2 separate regions of the Mus musculus genome follow, and region 1 is linked to region 2. Evidence: chromatin contacts called from public HiChIP or PLAC-seq data. All regions are on one chromosome and are shown on one strand. The core of a region is the stretch at or near the end of the contact, and the rest is flanking DNA. Distances in the headings are between cores, read along the strand shown. Region 1 has its middle 120 kb from the start of Phactr1. Region 2 has its middle 9.5 kb from the start of Gm32833.

What was found. HiChIP or PLAC-seq counts read pairs in DNA pulled down with a chosen protein or histone mark.
Region 1: an H3K27ac HiChIP or PLAC-seq map of extraembryonic endoderm stem cells shows a contact between it and region 2, with 2.8 times the contacts expected there. The contact joins two enhancer-like sites. A contact is called at or near these places in 4 of 484 Hi-C or Micro-C datasets (3T3-L1-derived adipocytes, bone marrow-derived macrophages, cortical neurons and 1 more) and 2 of 115 datasets of contacts at active chromatin or transcription factors (extraembryonic endoderm stem cells and fibro-adipogenic progenitors).

Annotation. Positions count from the first base shown.
Region 1 is chr13:42,563,163-42,567,863 of GRCm38.p6, reverse strand. It overlaps the pseudogene Gm47125. Among named protein-coding and RNA genes, the nearest start is that of Phactr1, 120 kb to the left of the region's middle. Within about 2 kb of position 2,458, at least 16 of the 459 cell types and tissues checked have an H3K27ac peak or open chromatin away from gene starts, as enhancers often do. A contact at or near this core is called in extraembryonic endoderm stem cells, where this site is marked.
Region 2 is chr13:42,410,707-42,415,035 of GRCm38.p6, reverse strand. No RefSeq gene overlaps it. Among named protein-coding and RNA genes, the nearest start is that of Gm32833, 9.5 kb to the right of the region's middle. Within about 2 kb of position 2,060, at least 7 of the 459 cell types and tissues checked have an H3K27ac peak or open chromatin away from gene starts, as enhancers often do. A contact at or near this core is called in extraembryonic endoderm stem cells, where this site is marked.

The DNA of each region.
Region 1 (4,701 bases), core at 1,209-3,708, 150 kb before region 2:
AATTAACAAAGATACCCCTCAAGTAAATGATTGCAGTAGAAATCTTTTCCCTCTTATGCATGGCTTGATGGTAAATACTGAGGTTGCACACTAAAAAATTGTAAAATGTTCTTACACAGATGTCTTCGAATTTTTACCACCCTAACCATGGGGAAGACGGACTGACTGATATACTCACCAAGGACTGATGCACGCATGCACCAAGGACAACAGAGAGTGACTCTGCTCTCTCTCCGCCTGCTTCCTCTGAACTCCTTTCCCTCTCGCTCGTCGATCCTTCTTCCAGGGCTGCGCAGCATGACTTGACTTTAGACTTGAACCTGTAGCTGTCAAGCGTCTTTAGAAAGTCATGTAAGCCTTACAGACCCAATTCCTTATTTATAATATTAGCATCCTAGAATTTTTCCAAGAATTTCATGAATGTGGAAAACACTTATTTAAAAAGTCAAAGTCCTTCAGAGATTTTTTTAAACTTGTCCTATGCCAGGACTTGTATTTTTATGCTTTCCCAGTTTCCCTTGGAAGTCTCTATTCTTCCTCTCAAAGGACTTTTTTTCTAAGGCAGATCTCACAGTTCCCATCCGGATGGAGAGGTCCTTAGAGAGTCTTCAAAACTACTCTCTTTGCAGATGAAAAGTAAAGACTTAGGGGAAAGTCTCATCTGGACAGGATGGGAGATGAGAATCACAGTCGAAAATGGTTAATTTTCATTATAAACACATACGAAACGATCAGCGGATACACACATAAAACAGAACAACGTAAAACGGAAGCACGCATTTTAGGATGTTGGCCACATGAACAGATGGGTTGATCTCTACTACAGAAGCAGCATCCTGCTATATTAACTAACGTTACCTCTTTTCTCTCCACCACTGTACGCCAGTAAGCTAAAACAAATGTGTCCTATTAAAAGAGGATGCAGGGAAAGACCACATAAACGTCTGAAAACATAAATGATTGAACAGAAACTTCCTAGGTGTCAATGCCAAGGGCAAGAGCAGAGGCAGAGGTCTCAAGACACTTGGTCCGATGAGCTCTGAACTTCTTGCCCCATGACTCACCCATTTTATTGTTTTTTTTTAACTGAGTTTTCTGGGCTTTTGCTGGTAATTTTAGGAGGTCATAGGGCTAATCACCACACCCGACCATGTTCCTCTACAAACCTACTACAAAGAGAGCTTTCATATGGGGTTTGAGGATAGTTTTGGTCCACAGCATCTCTGTGAATGAAATGCTGAACCTCAAGGCATAGATTTAGAAACCTGATAAAAATCCAGTCACTAAATACCGTCCTACAATGGAATCTAAAATTTTGACAGTATGTTTCAGGTTTATCATGAGAGAAAACTGAACAGGAAATCTTTCCCGACTGTCATCTATTCCACTGCCCTGGAGAAAACATCCTAACGATAATCTAACATTAAATTGATATTGGTGATTACCAGCTAGAGTCACTTACTGGGTTTCACTTGGTCCATTACATTTAAGGACACATATGCTGTCATGCTTGCCCTTTAAGATTTGAGGCCTTGGGGGACATTGCTTGAAAATCTCCAAAAGGGTGGTCCTTGTTTGCCTGGGTAGCAGTGGATGTACTGGGTAGCAGGAAAGAAAGCAAGATGCTCTACTAGTATCCTTGCCACAGCAGCATCCTCATGTTCAACATCACTCCGAGGATGGATCTCATTCAAAGAGAGGGTACACACAGGGTCTGGTCAATTAGGTCTAACCTAGAAGCTACAACGACTTGGTCTGTTTTAGAGCAGAGTGGGCCACTGGACTGGCTGGGCACGTGAACAGTCCCGCTGTCCCCCGTGGGACTCCAGCATCCTTGAGCTCTGGGGCACCACAGGTCTAGTCATTGTGCACTGTAGAGAAATCAAAGAATTCCAGAGCAAGGCCCTGGAATGCCTGGCTGCCTCCCAGGTCTCTTATGAAGAAATAAATCCCATTGTTGCCCCTACCCCCCTTTCCGTGCATGGAGTCAGAGTCGGCGGCGCGGAGTCGCTTACTGTACCAGCATTTCTCTCCCTCCGAGGAGGTGGCTCAGCCACTCCAGGAAGCACGACATCTAATAATATAAACTCAGAGTGCTCCCCACATTTATCTTCTCCACAGACCCGCCTGTCCTGTCAGGGGCCCGGTGCTTCGTGACTGTCCCCATGTTCCACAAGGCTGTGTGGTCACCCTTCCAGATGCTTTTTGAACCCATCCCAAGCTTGTGTCAGAAACGCGGGGTGATGGATTCCCTGGACCATCCTGAGCCACGGTTTAGAATATACCTCACATTTACGCCACATGGGCTGGGTAAACAACACAGCGTGTACTCGCCTTCATAAACAGGCTGCCTTGTTACAAAGGCCATCGCAAATGCAGTGTGATAGGACTTGACCTTAAAAGCTATAGACAATCTAGCTCAGCACAGACGGTTTCGCGGAGTACAATCACTTCCTGGAATTCTTGGGCCAGCGAAGTCGGAGCCGAGCAAATCCTGTTTTCCTTGCATTGTTTCCTGCATGTGAATATCATCAGTCTAGCAGGTCTGTAACCATGGCACTTGTAAATAACTGAGGGGTGACTTCTGATAAAGGCATGCCCTGGAAGAAGGTTTTTTTTTTTTTTTTCCTTTTTCTTTTTCTTAGACAAGCCCACATCAAACCCTACAACTGTCCTGTGTCAACAACGAAACTGACAAATTGCAGCTTCAAAACCACATACAGATACAGATATGATATCACACATAGACACACAGCCACACAGACAGATACACAGCCACACACACAGAGAGACAGAGAGACGTAGAGACGGAGAGACGGAGAGACGGAGGGACGGAGGGAGGGAGGGAGGGAGGGAGGGAGGGAGGGAGGGAGGGAGAGAGGGAGGGAGGGAGAGAGGGAGAGAGGGAGAGAGGGAGAGGGAGAGGGAGAGGGAGAGGGAGAGGGAGGAGAGCAAGCAACATGAATTCCTATAGAACTGAGGGTGAGGAACATTGTTTTCCAGTAACTGAAATGCAGAATTCCTCAATCCATCCAGAGCAGCAAATAGATCTACTCAACCGGAAAGGCCAGGAAACTGGACACAAGACTTTTCATTTTTGACCTCCCCTAAGCTGAGGTATCCTTAGTGTTCATCCTCGGAATATCCAACTTGAGAGTTTAAGTTTCAGGACAGGGCTGCCAAGGTGTCTCAGTCTATAAAGTACCTGCCACAAGCATTGGAGCTTCTACTGTAGATATGTATGTAAAGAGCCAGGTAGGTGCTTCTGTAATCTCAGCACTGGGGGTGGGGGGTTGGGTACAGGAGGCTAGAGGATCCCTGAAGATGGTTGGCTGGCTTCAGATTCAATGAGAGACCCTGTCTCAAAAATATTAGAGGCTGGGTGTTACCTTCCAAAGAGACTCACTACTCATCTTTGACCCAATACACACTCTGACACACTCTCAAGCATGTGAGTGAACACACACCACACACTTTCACATGTAAACACACACGTCTACATGTCCACCCACTTGCACACACGCAAACAACCTCTCTCTCTCTCACACACACACATACACACACACAAAATCTAAAAAGAAAAGATTTTAAAGCCAACTGTTAATCATCAGGGATTTGAACTGACTTTTGGAAAATTCTGCTCCAATCTTTGGAACATGTGTCAGGTTTGCACTTTTGCTCTGAGATGATATAAAGAATGAGATGGGTCACGATAGGTCACTATGAAAATTTCCACAAACAATCCAGAGCCACCATTTTCCAGATTTGCTCTAAATACCTCCACACAGAAAATTTACACCTGGCAAATCCTTCTTGGCTCTTCAGCTCTGTGTGCGACTGAGCTATCAGTTGCATTAATGCCCCAGGTTAAACATTTTTGGCAGACTTGAAACATGGTAGATATTGGGCAAAGAGTCAACTAAAGTGTTTTGAGCTGAGAAAGACGCCTTAGGGAGAGCAATAAAGAGAAAAAAAGAACTTGTAAAGACAGCCAACTGTGTGTGAGTTTGGTAAGATCCAGAAAACTTTGCAGCAGCTTAAAATCGTTTCTACTTCAAGTTTTAGTGAAAATCAGTAATATCTGTCCATTATTCACACTTGAGCGTCAAGGGTCAGTTCCTTGTCTTTGGTGGTGGAATGAAAACGTCTGTTGAGCTAGTTCATGATACATGATGGATGCTGAGTGACTTGGAACCACAGTGAACCAAATAAGAGTCCATTTGACTGTTCATCTTAAGAGTACAGCATCAGTATTTTCAGTGAGTGAGATCTGTTTTCAACCCTTCACTGTGTGACACACTACCTGCCTGCTTTTCAGGTGACCGATGGCTAGCATAGGTCATTTTCTTAAACATAGAACATTTCCGTAAAAGAGTCACAACTCAGAAAACTCTTGTGCTCAACAAGTCAACTTGGGCCTTTAAGTGATCATGGCTTCTGGATAATTTTATTTAGGGTCAAGGATGCAATGGTATGGATGTGGGATGTCAGGCATTAAGGTTCTGGGGAATGTAGAGGAACTGGGAGGAACTAGATAAATACAGAACTCCTGGGTGAAAGAGAAGGTGGGTCGGGAGTAGAAAAGAAATGGCAGGAATGTCTTAAAGTCACATGTTACATCATTTCAACTTGACTTCCCTTCTCCAGGCCTTTGCTCCTTGCTTGACTTGTAATATGGCCACAGCTGTGTTTTAACGTGTG
Region 2 (4,329 bases), core at 811-3,310:
AACAGGTTCAATAAAAACTATAGTCCAACATAAAACCAGTTTATAGCAAAAATCTGCTTCTTCACACTGTACTGTGTTTTCAAGGCAGAGACTTATTCCATCTTGGCCAAGAGAAGCTTGATTGAACAAACTGAACTGTACTCATTTGTTTGATTTTAACAGAATTGTGATGTCACTGGGTCTGGATTATTTAAGGGTCACTGGAATTTTATGCTAATAGAGAACACGACACATATGGCAGACAGAAGATGGGTAGTCTTGTGTCACCACATGTTATGGGACTCAGTCATATCCCTGAGATTTTTGCTTATTACTCTATTGTGTTGGAAAGCTCACATTAGTTCTCCCTAATACTTGTCACATGTTGAAATCATGGTCCCTTTGATATTCTGACCTGGAGTTTTTGAGACATTAATTTGTCCCCTGCAGCTCCTTCTTCTTTTGGTAACTGTCATGTTGAAAACCCTTAACTCTTAAACTGAATAAACTGAAATCAAGAAAGAACGGTGATCAAGGTTCTGATAGAGGTGTGTTGCCCATAATTAAGGCCCTCTGCCGTACATGTTTTACCTTCATGACTCTAACTGTTCTGAACATTGACATGTGGATTGTATCATTTCTGTTTCATGAGGAGATTATCCAGGGTTGGGGTCAGGAGGCAGGTAGCAAAAGTAACTACTCCTGTCGATTGTCTTCAGGTCTGCTAAGAATACAGAGTAAACTGAAGCAACAGCAATACACGGGATGGAATTCTTGGAAGAATCTTGAATCTCACTTCGTTTTTCTACTCTTGGGTACTAGTGAACATAAGCCTACATAGAAACCAGAGTGTCCTCCCTCAAATGCTTATTTACAAATTTTTTTAAAATGCAAGTTGTCTCCTTGAACCTGGAACTCAAAAATTTGGCTATACCAGCTGGACAGTCAGCCTCAGAAAATCCCCCACCCCCTCACCTCTTAACCCCCAACTACCAAGCCCTCTATTTGAACCCCTAGAATTGGGTTTATAAGCACACACCACCATATCTGGTTTTTATCTGGGGGCAAAGGACCTGAATGTACTCTCATGATTAGTACCCACTGAGCCATCTTCCTAGTCCTAAACTTCCCTCTTTTATGAAACCTTTCTAAACTCATCATCCGGACATGTCTCTCATACTTCTGAAATCCCAAATCAACTTGAATCCTCAGCATTTAGAAAATAAAGTTTCTGTCTACCCGTGACTTGGCTCTTCAACAACTTATCCATGTAGGATGATGGTCTCAGCTTTTTGATGTTGAAAATGCTTTTGACACAGTACACATGTACCTGCAGTTGATCAGATGGCTCTGTTTCAGCCTAGAGGAATTCCTACCCACTGGTGTGCAGATTGCAAAAATCTTCAGCTACATTGTCTGCTAAGTATGAAGGCATGCTCTAATTTAAAGGGCCTGTAGAATAATTGGCTCCTACACTTTCAAAGCCATCCAGGGTAGTTGGTTTTCAACTCACACAAACATATGCTTCTAAAATGGTTTTGAAAATAGATGTTAGCTTTTGGTTGAAACCCTCTAGTGGATAAAATATGGCTGCCACATCAGAGTAGCGATTTTTACACAAAGGCAAATGTCATTTCCAATCTATCTTTTATAAAAGAAACCCTGGTTTCTGAAGAGATGGTTTAAAGGTTAAGTGCATATTTTTCTCTTGTAGAAGGCCCAGGTTCAATTCCCAGCACTCATGGAGTAGCTTACAAGCATCCTTAACTACAGCTTTAAGGGGTCTGATACCACTTTCTGATCTCCATAGGCACCAGACATGCATGTAGTACACACATACATACAAGCGGGAAATGCATTCATACACATAAAAGAGTTTTGTGCATACTTATCTAAAGCCATCCCAATTGTGAAAATAAGCTACATTGCACCTGTTCATTAGCTCCTCAGTCAATCAGGAACACTCAGAAAGCTCAACAGCTCTTTGAACATTCTGTGGTTGACAGCTGCTAGGCAGTACTGTGAGAGTCAGCTAGCTCTAGGCCAGCCCCCATAGCAGTGCTCACAGGGCTTTCAGCCTCTCCAAGGAGAAAACAATATCCTCTCTTGGCCAGGAGTTTCAGTTAGCTCTGTGGAGCCACAGGTAGAATGCAGGTCTGGAAAATGGTGCTGCCAATGTGCTTGGCTGGAGATGCTTATCAAGGTCCTTCTATTGTCTCCCTAACAATGGCCAGCAGTCCTACCAGTGTTTGTTTTCACAAACCATTCTCTGCAGAACAGAGGCTGCCAAGCATCAATCAGAGGAAGAATTCAGGAATGCACAGTGGGAGGGTACAGGGATGAGGAGGGGATCCAGCTAGGCTCCTCTTTCTTCTGCTCATGGTAAAGCCTCTAAATTAAGATCTGCTCAGAGCCTGGAGTAATGACAACCATGGTCCACACTGAGAGGTTTTGATGCTGTCAGCGTTATGGCTCCCAGGTCATTTCCAGGAATACTTGTTCTAACCAATACCCCTTCATGAACAACTTATCAGAAAAACTAAATAAGGAAGAATGGAAACTCAAACCAGACAATTCACAGGTCTCTTGGATGGATATATGTGTGTGTGTGTGTGTGTGTGTGTGTGTGTGTGTGTGTGTGTGTACATATATGTGTATATATATATATAAATATATATTTATATATATATATATATATATATATATATATATATATATATCCTTCCATCTTCCATTTTGATATGCTTAGCATATGTTGTCTTCCTGGATGTGTGAACAAGTCTGTCTCTGTGTCTCTATCTGTTTCTTATACTGTTTCTGGGTCTCTTTTTCATCTCTTTGTTCTGTCCTATTCTAATATGTTACTTTTGTTCCATCTTTTCTTATTTTATTATTATCCTTTAAATTATCCGTTAGAAACCTGCTTGTTTTCTAATGACTGGAAAAGCGGTGGAGGGCTGGATCCAGATAGGAGAGGAGGTGGGGAGGAACTGGGAGGAATAGAAGGAGGGGAAAGTGTAATCAGTATATATTATATAAGAAAAATCTATTTTCAATAAATAGAAATTTTTCTTTTTAAAAAAAGCTAGGATATATAAAAAAAGGTTGTGGGTTTTTTTTTGTTTTTTTTTTGTTGTTGTTGTTTTTTGTTTTTTTTTTTTGTTTGTTTGTTTTTTTTGAGGCAGGCTCCTAATGAGTGGCTGAGACTAGCTTTAAAACCATAATCCTCCTGCCTCTGCATCCAAAATGGTGGGATTATTGGGTATACATTGTTATCACACTTGACTTGGAAGTTTGGTTTTGATCTCTCCATGACTGTCCCGTGTTGTTCGGGAGTGAAGGACTAGGCTTCCACAAAGCTAGTTTTCAATTAGAAACTGGCTGTGCTTGCTGGGGTAGTTAAGAGGTAATGACCTGTTCATCAGCTTCAAATATTTTCCTCATATGTTAAGTCACGAAATCATATATAACTTAATGTCTTTGCTTCAGCCAGTGTTCTGTGACTGTGACACACTAACTGGAGTCAGCCAAGTTAAAAGGGAGAAAGGTTTATTTTGACTCATGAGTTCAAAGGTTTCAGTTCATAGTTTCATGATCCTGTACTTTAGCTGATAGCCACACAGTGCCTTGGGGCAGGTAGCAGACGGAGCTTGTTTACTTCATAAGAGCTAAGTAGTGAAAAGACAGAAGCATCAAGCCTCTGGGTCCCAATATCTCCTTTAAGGGCATTCCCCAATCACCTAACTTCCTCTCATGAGTCCCAGCCTCCTAAAGATTCTACAAGTCCCCAGTATTAGCCTGGTCCAGGGCTGGTGCCCAAGACTTGAACACATAGGCATATTGGAGGAAATTATAGAGCTCTACTCAAACAATACTTCTTCAACATACCAGGGTTGTGGGTCTCAAGAGAAAAGATGAGCAAGCTAGTCCCATACTTATGATAAATGACGTACGGAAGATACATGAGGAAGATACAGCTTCAGCAGAGTGTGGCCAGAGCTGTGACAACAAATTTCCCCTGGATCTTGAGGAAGAAAGAGAGTAGGCAGCACTTGGGGAAGACTTCCGGCACTGAGGGCTCTCCTCTCCATCCCAAGGGGCAGGACTTAAGGACCAAGAGAACAGAGATGGTAAAAAGAGGTACCATCCATGTTTTCTTTTTAAAAAGCACATCCTTAGTCCTTACCCACAGACTCAACCATTCATGATTCTTCCTCTGTACCATCTCTGCTTCTGGGATCTTGCCTCATCCTTTATGGCTTGATCATGGAAACCGGACTGAAGAAATGACAGACACTGAAGAAACGACAGATGCACATAGCAAAAAGTTAAGAGTGACTGGGATGTGCT